Linked DNA regions of Triticum aestivum: region 2 is linked to region 1. A link is a contact called in public Hi-C data. All regions are on one chromosome and are shown on one strand. The core of a region is the stretch at or near the end of the contact, and the rest is flanking DNA. Distances in the headings are between cores, read along the strand shown. Region 1 holds the start of LOC123097764 (6-phosphofructo-2-kinase/fructose-2,6-bisphosphatase). Region 2 holds the start of LOC123097769 (transcription factor bHLH140).

Region 1 (5,871 bases), core at 226-2,725:
CATTAAAAGATTATTGGAGGGTTAGGTTTACAATTTCCTAATTACATTCGGCAGCACCATAATACAGAAGTAAGATAAAGCATATAAAAGAATTCAAACCTCGTCCCTGGCTTCAGTCTCAGTGTTCATAACGACATCATAGGTCCCTCGCACCCTTGAAGGCTGAAGATTCTCCTGATGAGCCTTCCAGCTTGCGGCTAGGTCAAATGGGGACAACATCTCTGTCTCAACCCAAACCTTACACTCAAGTGAATCTTTCTCAGTGAGTTTAAAGACTGCATCCGTCATTTCCACTTGATTGCTCCCGCAACCTAGCGGTCGGTTCGGTCCCTCCTCAACAATGCACTCTGAGCTATCGGCTTTTGGCTTCAATAGTAACTTGAAATCCAGTGTTTCTAACAAAACATAACAAATAAAGGGCATAAAACTAGTCAGGATGCTCAAAAAACTGAAGAGAATCTAACTCCATGCGTATGTAGTAAGTAAACAACTCAGTTAACCAGAGCATAGCAAATGATCAGCTGAAGAATCACTTTATTTCATTTCGAAGGCCCAACTTCATGTACTACATTGTTATACTCAGCAATGACAAATCACTAGTTCATGACAAAATATGTACACACATTAAACAGACAGGAGACAGCCCCAATAAACAATTAAAGCCCAAGCCAACAACTCAAACCAGAGCATCCCAGCAGCATGACACAGCAAGATAGCTCATCATAGCGCAAATCTCCTCAGAAGGGATCTCAAACCCACATGGAGTTGTCGAACAGCATGATAAAATGAACCAACTCACCGTGTCGAGAAGGGAGGACGCAGCTGAGCTCCCAAATGGCGGCCGCCGCCCGCTCCATCGGCAGCTGCGAACACCACCAGGAAAAAAAAAAATTCGATCAATCTCCGCACGGGAAACACACTCGCGAACAAGAGGGGATGGATGCGACACTTACGGCTTTGGAAGGGTCCCACGAGCCAGCGGCGGGGTGGGAGCCGAAGAGGTGAGGGGCGAGGTCGAGCGCCGCCAGGCGGGGGCTCTCCAACTTCACCGAGACATACTGATGGTCCGATGGTCCGCCGGAGCTCGCCGCCGTCGCCATCGCCGGGGAGGCCAGAAGGGGGACTTGGAAGGTGCCGGAAGGAAGAAAAGCGAGCGCGTCGGTATCGTCTTTTCGTGCTACTGTCAAGTGGGGCCACGAGGGGAGGTGCGATGGTGGTAGATCCCTTCGTAATCCGCAACAGCAGGTGGGGCCGGAAACGTACCTGGCCCACCAGCCAGCCTAAGAATGTCCGATGGCAACAGCGCTACCGCCGGCCGGCGACGGCGGACGAAGCGTCTCAGCGCGGAGAAAGGGGGCGAGCAGCCTAGAGAGAGGGAGAGAGATACGCGGGAAGTAGGCGGTGCGGCGGGGAGACGCCGTCATATGGAACGGCCCGCCGCCGCCGGTTGTTTCCGCCGCACCAGCAAGGGCTACACGATCCAGGTATTTTTGGGGGGTGCCTGATTCCTTCCTTTCCCGTCTGTGTGATGCTCTTGTAGATTTTGCAGCAGCCTGCCAGCTCCATGCATTCGTGCTTGGCTTGCTCGCGCATCTCTGTTTGGGTAGTTGAGTAATCTCGCAAATTCTTTCCACCATTGGTGGATTGTGCAAAATATTTTGGCTTATGGTGCTTAGGTGGTTTTTCTTTTTGAGGGTTATATATAGGTGGTATTCTTATTGCTTACGGACAATATTAGCTGCTAAAGAAGTAAATGACGTTGTTGATTCAACATACACTTGAACACATTTTGAGCGAAACAATGCAGCAGTTAACAGCAGAATCTGAAATGGTAGGCGCCGTAGAGCGAAGTTGATTGGTGCCTGTGTTTTTTTTTTCTTTTTTTGACAGCAACCTTGTAGATTTCCTCTGGTTTGTGGATCTTTGGCACCGGGAACACTTGCACATTTTGCCAAACCGCATGATCCTGCTGCCTTCGATCCAAAACACGATTTGAGAATATAGTACTTCTTAAGATTTTCTGTAGCTTATTGTTAGACCATCCGCGTCACATTTATGCTTAATCTGAAGCCAAAGGAGAGGTGTGGTTTGGCAGTTATTACTTAATGGGAAGCATTTACAGCCAATTTGCTCTTGAGCAAACCTCAGACAAATTCTAACAATAAAAAACCTTGTGTGCACTAACAGTTGTGGATCTTACTCTTTATGAATTTTAGGGCACATACTGTCGTCCTATCTGTATAGTAGGATTATACTGTCGTCCTATCTGTATAATAGGATTATACTGCCGTCCTCTGTATAATAGGGCTATCCAGCATTGGTGGATTGTGGGAAATGTCGGACTTATGGTGCTTAGGTGGTATTTTTATTGCTACAGACAATTAGAGCTCCTGAGAAGTAGAGGATGTTGTTGATTCAACGTGCACTTGAACACCCTCTAACAGCGGAATCTGAAAAGGTAAGCGCCCTAGGTAAAAGTGGACTTGTCTGCTTTTTTTATGGGTAAACTGGATGTATCTGATACTCTTGTCAGTTGTCGCATAAATGCTGTGCAGGTTTGAATACTTGGAGCACTCATCTAGTTTTTTGAGCATTTACAGCCAATTTGCTCTTTAGCAAACCTCAGACAAATTCTAACAAGAAAAAATCGTATTCAGTGTGCCCTAACAAATGTGAACCTCACTCCTTAGGAATGAAGGGCACATACTGTCGTCCTGTCTGTATCCGTAAATTATGCCATTTCCAGATTCTTACTTCATACTTCATGGTACGACCACCTAAGAATCAAAGGGTTGGCTCTTGTTTTCTTTTATTTACAAGCCTCTAATGAAATTTTAGAATGTTCCCAAAAGGTGTACTTAAATTAAGAGTTGTGAGTGGATGTACTTAGAATTCTCAGGCTTCAAATTGCATCCCAGAGGTCCGCATCTTAGATGCAAAATAATAAGTTAAGAAAATTGTTCATGGAATTATCCTGGAGACTAGTGGAGTCGACCTGGAGCCAACCTCGGCAAAACTTAATTATGTCCGTTGCATCCGATGATGCTTATTTGAACCCATATATGATCCATCAGATCACTCTGACTTGCTTGCGTACGTCTTGAGTTCTTGGAACGCTTTCCGGCAACCTTCATCAAAGCCACCCGCGAGCTGCAAATTTGGTTTGTTGCAGTTACCTTGGTTAGTTAGTTTGTAGGTAGCAACTCATAATGCCATCCAAAAGTAATTCATGATTGTGGTAGAATTACCTGATGTATTCGGAAGGCAAAGCGGACACCTTGCAGGAGCAGTTCCTCATCATTTACAAATGGATCTGACTTCAGTGCATTCATAATGCGGTTCATGTATTCTTTTGCAAGCTTCAATGAAGCGGCCTTTAGCTGTTAAGGCAGCAAGAGGATACTTCATATATTATATGTCTATTAGACATGAATTTATAGCTAAAAGGGTAGTGAGATTATTCCAATTTGTACCACATAACTCATAAGTTGGTTTGGAGTTGAAGACGAGTTTGTAAAATGCACTTAACTATCTCTTCTCTACTATATCAAACTGATGAAAAAGATGGATATTAGAAGTTTGGGAGTACATGGTACATACTTGGCTTATGATTCCAGAATCAAGCATCCAATCCCATGGGATCATGAGATCCTTGTATCTTCCACTTGCACTGTCCCTTATTTTTTCAGTATTGTGAATACCTTGTTCAATTCTACAAGGGGAAGTATGAATCATGTCATATTGTTGAAAGTTTGACAATGCAACAGCCTTACTAAATGCATGCAGTTCGTCTACTCACTTATCCTGTAGAGCTTGCATGCGCTTCAAAGCCATAGGTGTAGCCACTCTCCTGTCGTCGTGAAATGATGATGCTTCTGCTTCCAGGTTCTTCAGATCCCGGTAGGTGAATGCTGCTTCTCTCATGGCATCTGCTTTCTTCTCAGGCCAGTTAGGGAAGTGCTTGAGCACTGCCCGTTCGTCTATCAGGTATGATAGTTCCCCATCTAGCCACTTCACAAACTCTTCAACATCGGCTATTTCCTTGTATGCTGCATTCTGAACTTCCCTTGCCAGGAAGCTAATGAATTCACCCTGATTTTCTACATCTGATTTAATCTGTTGGAACACAATCATAAGGGAATTTTTTTGGATTGGTGAGGGAATTATTGATCTGTACAGAATAATAGGGAGAAAACATGGCTCGGATGTACATTAAAAGATTATTCGTACTATAAAAAAAAAGAGTTATATAACATTATCAACTGCAGGAGGGAAACAGAAAAATCAGAAGAACATGTCGCATGCTCTTAAACTAACACATGGCATTGCTTTTTGATGCATAAAGAAAAGATATACTATATTGTGGTGTATTCGTAAGGTTTTAAAGATGAGTGGAAAATTTACACAATAAAAAGTTACTATTTATGAAATGGGAGAGATGTTTAAAGAATAGTCTATCTGTTGAGATATTGTCTTTAATACAACAACGAACTGGTAACTGTCATGCGGGAGGAAATATTGTGCAATTGACATAGTACTCATACTCTTGTTGCTTATGTTGGTTCAAAAAGAAAAGAAAAATTGAACTAAGAAAGGAATTGGCAGCTAAGTAAACTATATATCATATGCACATCTAAAATTAGATAGAAAATCATATGTACTTACAGCTATAACATAAGCTGATCTGTTCTCTATCTCCCCGATCATGTCTCGGCTGTTAGTAGCTACTGGAATTCCCACAGATCCAGACTTCGCATCGCTTTTGCCTTCTCTTCTTACTAACAACCGGTACAACTCAACTACCTCTGGCACCCTTTGGACTCCCTTGGTGCTCTTCAGTAATTTGGAAGGTAGGGGAGGTGGCGGTGGAGGAGGAGGACCCATGGATCCTTCCTTTTTTGCCTTGATGATCGGTTGGATGCACGTCGGACTTGGTGGTGGATTTGGAACCCTTGGTGCTCTTGATTTCACTGACGGTGTCCTAGAAAATTGCTGCCTGTTGTAACATGCCGAGCTGTTGAGATCCATGGCTTCCTTCACATCATCATTGTTGTGAACAAACTGTTTTTCCTTGAAGTAGTTGTTGCTGGTGGCAGAATTCTCCGGCTTCTTCCAGATTATCTTTCTATCAGTATCCTGCCCTTCAAGTGAGGAGACTTGGCCTTTTAGACGGCTGACTTGATGCTTCAGTTGCTTGTTCTCCTCTTCCAGAGTGTGGTTCCTCTCGATCAGGCCATGGAGCTTGCTTCTCAGAAGTGCAACACATGCATCACCCTCCCTCATCATCTCTTCTTTGCCAGAGGAGATGATCTCTCTGTATGGTTGTACTGATTCCTCACGTATAATCTATATTTGTCTCCTACTTCATCACTCATATAATTCTGTGGAGCACTAAAGGAGATGTAAGTGAGCTTCTGTACAATTCTGTTGTGTCTAGCCAAGAGGAACTTACATATGTGCAGGGAAGAACTGGTGGAACATAAAGTTAGGTAGGATAGGTGCTGCTGCTAGGCTAATTACTTGTCCTTCAAGTGATTGCTATGCAGTACCTATCTTCTTTGTGTAACTTCACTCAAGAAATTCAGTCGTACAAGCTTACGTGTTTCTCTTTTCCTTTTGTGTACGACTATTTTCCAATTCTATCATACATTAATTTACCGCCGTCTATGTTCAGTTCACTTGGCTGGTATATTTTTTAGATTTACCTTGAGCTGTCGGTGTGCTATTTTACACCAACCAAGAGGTAAAGGTTTTTTATCACTCTTCTTTCTCTGAAAAATATGTCATTTTCCTTCATGCTTGGTTTCTTCTGATTGCGCTTTTGTCCTTTTTGTGAAGTTGTGACAGCAAAAGCCTGAATACAAGCTTTCT
Region 2 (6,155 bases), core at 3,380-5,879, 190 kb after region 1:
CAAAAAAGAGTTTCATTTAACCACACAAACAGATCCATGACTACATGACAACTTACAACAGAACTAAACGCCAACTTAAAAGGCTTGAACATCTACTTTATCCGCCGTAAACCCTAGCTCTCATGCCAAACCCAAGCCCATAATTGTCGGCCGAAACCCTAGCTCTATTGCGCCATACATGCCCCTATGCAAGAAACACCACTAGACGGCCTTGAATCGAGCTCGAATCACACCGATTAGAGCTGCTATGAACGGCGGAAACGGCGGGCGACGAGTGGCAGAGCAAAGCAGAGGAGAGGGAGGAAAACGACTCACAGTAATCAGGAGGGAAGACGTCGAACGGGCGGACGAGATGAGCGGATGCAGGCGCCTCCACACCGCCGATGAACGCCAGCGACGATGCCCCCCGACGTTGACGTCACCATCACCAATCGCCAGCCCGAGAACTCTTATCGCCCTCGACAGGACATCACGTGTGTTCTCGAACGAACGCGAAGGGGATTTGAGACAGATTTAATTCAGGTGCCCCTATAGCGCGGGTTAATTAGACAAAACGGCAGGGTGTTTTTTGCAAAAGTGCAGGCGACGACCAATCCAGTCACCTGGCTGCCACTTGTTGCATTGTGATAGGCCGGGGACCAAATCATCACATCTAGTGCAAGTTGAGATATGCTGGAGTTGCATTTTGCAAGTTTGAAACTAAATCATCACATTCCATACAAGTTGGGATACCTGGGGTGCTTTTAACTCATTATGGCACTATAAACCACTTCCGTACTCGTCCTTACTCAACTGTCTGGTTCTTTTGAATTGAACCTACATGAACATATCTTCCTGACTTGCAGGTTTCACCTTGTTTTCTTTAGAATTAGCACAACTTTATATATACGCTTCCTGGTACACAAATCGAATCTATTTGTGTAAACGGCTCCGACGCGCCACTATGTCATTCCATATTTCTTTCCCTCGCTGGCTATCCCTAGCAATGTTAGTGAGTAGGTCAACCCAAAGATCTGAAGACATGGCTATATAGCAAACCATATCAAGTGCGAAATAGGACATGAACATTTACAAAAAGCTCAGCTGACTGTGGAATAAGTTTGCGCAAGTAACATTGCCATACAAAATAAACCTCGATGTGGCCCATCCTTCTCAAAGCACGAAATGTAAAATGTGCTTGCAAGGATAATGCTGCTAGCTCTACGCTCTAACTGCAGCCCGCACGCATCGTTGAAGCTGACAACAGCTTGTCCTTCTTCAGAAGATGGGAGGGGAAGGGGGACTTGCAGGCCGCGATGTGGGATTTGAGCTTCGGAATATTCGGGTGGGCGCTCCTGCATCTGTGGCACCTTAGCTCCATTGCGAGGAGCTTCTCATCAGGGTTGATAGTCGCGGACCCATGCTGGTCAACCTCGTCCATGACATCGACAGAATCAAGGAAAAATGCACTGGTGAAGGAGTTCCAGTGCTTCTTGTTTTTCAAGCTGGGCGAGTTGAAATCCTGGCTTATGACATGGAGGTGCAACTGCCGCATGGACGGAACCTGCAGAAACCAATACAGATAAGATCGCTCTTGCTCATGCCCATCACAAAGTTGGCAATAAACAGTTAAACACTGAGTTATAGTAGTACCGAATGATATCCAAGCCTGAACTTCAGAGATGCGTCTTCCTCTAGGAACTTGTGTGCCCACTTCAGCCCAGCTGAATGCAAACTCCTAAGCAGTGGTAAGTGCGCTTTCTTGACATCTGCTAGAGAATCAAGACCATCTGTCCTAGATATCACCAACACATGCCTTTTAGCCTGCATATATAAAGAGCTTTGCTGAGATGTCAAGAAGAGCACTAGGAATGAAGGGGAAAGGGTATTAAGTTCAGAATACCTTGGGATAGAGGTCCTTCAGAACAACAAATTCATCAGATATTTCAAGGATAGAATCTGCGTTCTTATATTTTTCTGGGTGCATGGCAACCTCATAAAGGGACTGTGCCCAGGATCCCCAAGTCTTGTTGGTGACCGCAGCATTCTTCTTGTTGTCTTCCTCTCTTGCTTGGTTCGGAGCATCAGATGAACCCATGGAGTTATCATGATAACTTAGTGTGTTGGTCCCTCTGCGCTCATGGTGTTGACTTGAAGTCAAAATAGATGGAAGCAACTTACACTTTTTGGTCCTTTCAGAATCATCACTGCCCTCTCGCTTCGTTTTTGAATCATTAGGTGAAATCACTCCAGATGCTGACTTCCTTGATGAAGTTTCATCATTCTGCTTCCCTGTGTAGCTCTGGGCAATGGTTGCAAAGTTCTCAAAAAGTGAATTATATGCCTCACGAAGAACCTTACACCCTTTGGTATAGTCATTCTTCAGACAATCTGGACGCATTGGATTCATATTTGGTCCAAGCACATGTATGACATGGGTCACCCCTTCCTGTTGATGCAGAGGGGAAGTTGATGGAACTGGAACTGCAACAGAGTTACCAGGTCTCAACGTGTCAGCACATTCCTTGGTTGCATGCTGTAAAGCTTCTCCAGCAGCATTAAATATTGCTGCATTAACCCCTCCACCTCCAGGTTTTAACCTCCTGCATGAAACACTTGCAGATATTATCTCGATGGCCACTATAGAGGGTCCTAAGAATTTTTGCTTGCGATAGACAAAAACAAAAGGTCCAGTTTGACTCCCAACAAGGATAAAGCAGGATTCAAGTAATCAACATATACTTATAAAATAATAATCTGAAAGTATATCTTCATTTGATAGAACCTGCACATCGTAAGAATTTAAGTGACAAAAATAATTACCAGTTGGCAGCATTAGCAATGACGTTGCATTGAAGACCTCCTTTGGAGTGCAACTGAGTGATGTCTCCCACAAATGTGAAAAATCTGCTGGAGTCAAAGCTCTTCTTAGCAGCCTTGTCCTTGACTAATGACAATATTCTTGATTTTTGGCTCAAATCAACAAGAACTAGTCTTACATTATCATGCTTCTGCACGAAATCAGTAGCTGCATCTACTATAACCTCAGATGCTTTCTCAAGATCGAACTGGAAGTCAGCAGTAGAAATCGATGGAAATGCCAGAGTGCACAAACTGGTGTCAGAAGAAACCCTTTCCTTACTTTGTTCTTCTTTTTCCTTCAGGTTATCCAACTTCTTTTCTACTTGCATTGAACAGGCGCCACCAGCTTCAAGGTTCTCCTGTTTCAACGTTGTATTTTGCTGCCCTGTCTTTCTTTCACTTGATGTGACCATAGTTCCACTGGACTTGTTGACGCTAGAAGTATCTGCCTTCTTGAGAAATTTCATTATACCAGTTTGTACAGGCCCTTTGCTCTTCTGACCAAATACTCCTGAAGCAAGACTATGTGAAGGCCCTAAAGCACTATACATGTCAACTGCCTTCTTAATGTCATCGTCATCCGTACAGAACGTGATCCGACTGAAACCTTCAGTCAGCAAGGGTGCCTGTTTGTTCTTCAGCATGCGGTTCACAACCATGGCGGCCATTCCGCCCTGCACATTTCCTTCATGGCTAGTCCGGCTAACCGAGCGTGAGATGCAAACCTTCGCAGGAAGATCCAAGAAAACAGCATGCACATCCGCTTGTACGGTGCAGCCAAGCTTCACAAAATCAGAGCGCTGCTCTCGTTCCAAGTTGCATCGGTCAATGAAAACGCTCTTTCCCTCCTTCAAAGCGTCCGCTGCGGCCTTCAAGCACTGTATTTTGGTTCCAGCTTTGCCCTTTCCAATTGTATCCTAGAACACAACAAAGACCCACACAAAATCCTGTCACAATTGCTGGAGTTTTGGTTGATGATATGCTAATTAACATTCAAGCCAGGTAAAAATTGCACTAACCGAATCACCCCAACTCACCCATGGAATAGGATTTTGGATTTTTGACTTTGAGATGCTATCTGCTTTTGCATGCGGTGCCACTTTTTGCAAGGTAAGTATAATTATTATTAGTACCATGAGACTGAAACTACAGTTTCAAACTTGTGATCCAGTAACTAGTTATGCAATCCATCGCAAAAAAAAACTAGTTATGCAAAATATAAGCAGTTTCAAAGCCGAATCAGATGACCCTGCATTAGGCATTATGGAATGCTTGTCTTGAGAGTTGGGACATCAAATTCACAGAGGAGACGAAAAGCAATGGGGCGCACCTGGCAGACGCGGGCCCATGGGCGGCCGGCGGCAGCAGCCATGACGGCCTCGGCGAACGTGGACTTGCCGCTGCCCGGGGGGCCGACGAGAATCACCACCACCTGCTTCCCGGCGTCCTCCCTCGTGTCCGCGCCTGGGCCTGCACGGAATGGTTGGAGACAGAGGCGCGCTAGGGTTTTAGCGCCGACGGGTGGCACTGGTTCGGCCGATTAGACGAGGAAAAGGGGCAAAAATCACCTGGGGCTGCAATGGAAGTCGATGGAGCGGCAGGGGAACCGCCTTCGCCGGGATCCATTCGCGCAGAAACTCCAGAGGAGAGGAACCGGGGGCCTCTCGCCGGCGGCTAATCGGCTATGGCGGAAGTGGGGTGAGGGCGTGAGGGCAGAGGGGATGGAAGGGGGCGACGTGCAAACGGTGTGGGGTCTGGCTGTCAGTGTCTCCATAAGAGCTAATCAGAGCCGTTAATCGTCATATGTGAAAAAAATTAGAAAATCACAAATAGTGAGATGTGGCTGCTGGGATTCGAGCCCAGGTCTCCACGGCCACAACGTGGAATTCTCACCACTAAACTACAGCCACTTTGGTGTTCAACATCACACAGACAGTTTACTTAACATATCTATGAAACTTTTCTATAAAATCGTTGGATTTAATTCGTACAATCACGGTGTATTCCTGTGCTCAAAATCTGCCTCATCATACGATAGACGGCATTATTGTTACAGAACCACGTAGAGAAAGCTAGTACTCGTTGAAATGTATGGCGCCGAGCTTCCACACGAGGTAGGTGGTCCCGAACATGACGGTGGTGATGATCCCGAAGGACGCGGCGACGATGAGCACGTCCGTGCCCACGGGCAGCGCCGCCAGCCAGTCGAACGTCCACCCGTCCTTGGGCATGCCGCGCTTGGTGTCGTCCAGCAGGTTGCTCGGCGCCTCCGGCAGCCCCGACCGCTTCCGCCCGCCCTTCTTCCCGCCGTCCGTCTCCCGCAGCGCGTCCAGCACCCGGCTCCCGAACTCCGGCTTCGACGACGAACCCTTCTTGTCCGCCGGCGCCCCCCCGGCCCCCGGCTCCGCGTACTTGCCCAGCACGCGCGCCGCGCGCAGCCGCTCCCGCGCCGTCAGCGGCACCCGCTTGGGCGGCTCGCCCGGCTGCGGCTGCTGGCCGTTGCCGGACGCCACCGGGTTCACGCCGGCGCTGATGGTCGCGCTTTCCTGTGCCTCCGCCGGCGCCGCCCGGTCGTTGTCCGTGGTCGCGCAGGGTCTTGCGTGCTTGAGCTCATTCTGAGGCCTCAGCGGAGCTGCAGCGGTTCCTATCTTGTGGAAGGCATGCCTGGAGCAGAAGGCGAGCTGGGTGTAGGACGGGGAAGATCTGGAGATGCCTCCTAGCTGTCGTACATACACATCCGGTTGCAGCAAGAACCGAAGATTCAGTTAGCAAATTATCTCATTTCGCCAACAATTTTAGCCATGATTCTAGATAGTCCAACAACTAGCTGGGAACTTGTCAAGATGAATTCATGCCTAGATTGGATGATAGCGTTAGCATTCAAGATATGAACTGAACTGAGCAGCAGAATTTCAATCTCCTCGTGCACTAAACTCGTTACAACAACAGGCATGGCCGGCATATCTTCCGTTATACTCCTTCAAACGACGACACGAATCCTAGCAACTCGAGGAGGGGAAGAAAGAAGATGAAGAGGGGTGGGGGAGCTTACTTTGGCAGTGCCAACCTTGGAGGGAGAGGAACTGAGGCTGGTGGCAGCCATCTTCTTCTCACCTGCTCGGCCACTGCATTTTGTGCTCTAGGGAAGAAGAGATAGAATTTGTGAGGCCATCCCGTACCGTAGTGGGGTGACTGCTTTACATCAGGCAGCTTGTTGGGCCGGGCCGATTTGTTGGTGCTAACGGTACGCTGTAGTAGTAGTACTGTAGTGAACACGCGGTCCACACTTATCGCCACAGGATGTTCTACTAAAC

The links. A called contact is a pair of places that touch in the nucleus more often than the background predicts.
Region 2: a contact with region 1 is called in a Hi-C map of leaf, with 5 times the contacts expected there. The contact joins the promoter of LOC123097769 here to the promoter of LOC123097764 in region 1. A contact is called at or near these places in 2 of 5 Hi-C or Micro-C datasets (both in leaf).

The regions. Positions count from the first base shown.
Region 1 is chr4D:337,177,276-337,183,146 of IWGSC CS RefSeq v2.1, forward strand. LOC123097764 (6-phosphofructo-2-kinase/fructose-2,6-bisphosphatase) reads right to left here and starts at 1,476. Exons shown (of 23, transcript XM_044519586.1): 1 at 954-1,476; 2 at 800-863; 3 at 100-395. The coding sequence starts at 1,100. It overlaps LOC123097766 (a long non-coding RNA gene), which reads left to right and starts at 1,272. Exons shown (of 5, transcript XR_006447439.1): 1 at 1,272-1,484; 2 at 2,378-2,458; 3 at 3,886-3,987; 4 at 5,839-5,871. LOC123097765 (protein CHUP1, chloroplastic) reads right to left here and starts at 5,504. Exons shown (of 5, transcript XM_044519587.1): 1 at 4,666-5,504; 2 at 3,800-4,116; 3 at 3,601-3,712; 4 at 3,249-3,380; 5 at 2,859-3,150. The coding sequence starts at 5,286. The coding sequence ends at 3,076.
Region 2 is chr4D:337,364,928-337,371,082 of IWGSC CS RefSeq v2.1, forward strand. LOC123097769 (transcription factor bHLH140) reads right to left here and starts at 4,630. Exons shown (of 7, transcript XM_044519590.1): 1 at 4,410-4,630; 2 at 4,172-4,311; 3 at 3,879-3,940; 4 at 2,803-3,758; 5 at 1,883-2,582; 6 at 1,633-1,803; 7 at 1,015-1,543. The coding sequence starts at 4,615. The coding sequence ends at 1,208. LOC123097771 reads right to left here and starts at 6,132. Exons shown (of 2, transcript XM_044519594.1): 1 at 5,894-6,132; 2 at 4,778-5,561. The coding sequence starts at 5,944. The coding sequence ends at 4,914. It overlaps TRNAH-GUG (transfer RNA histidin (anticodon GUG)), which reads right to left and starts at 4,751; the gene lies at 4,680-4,751.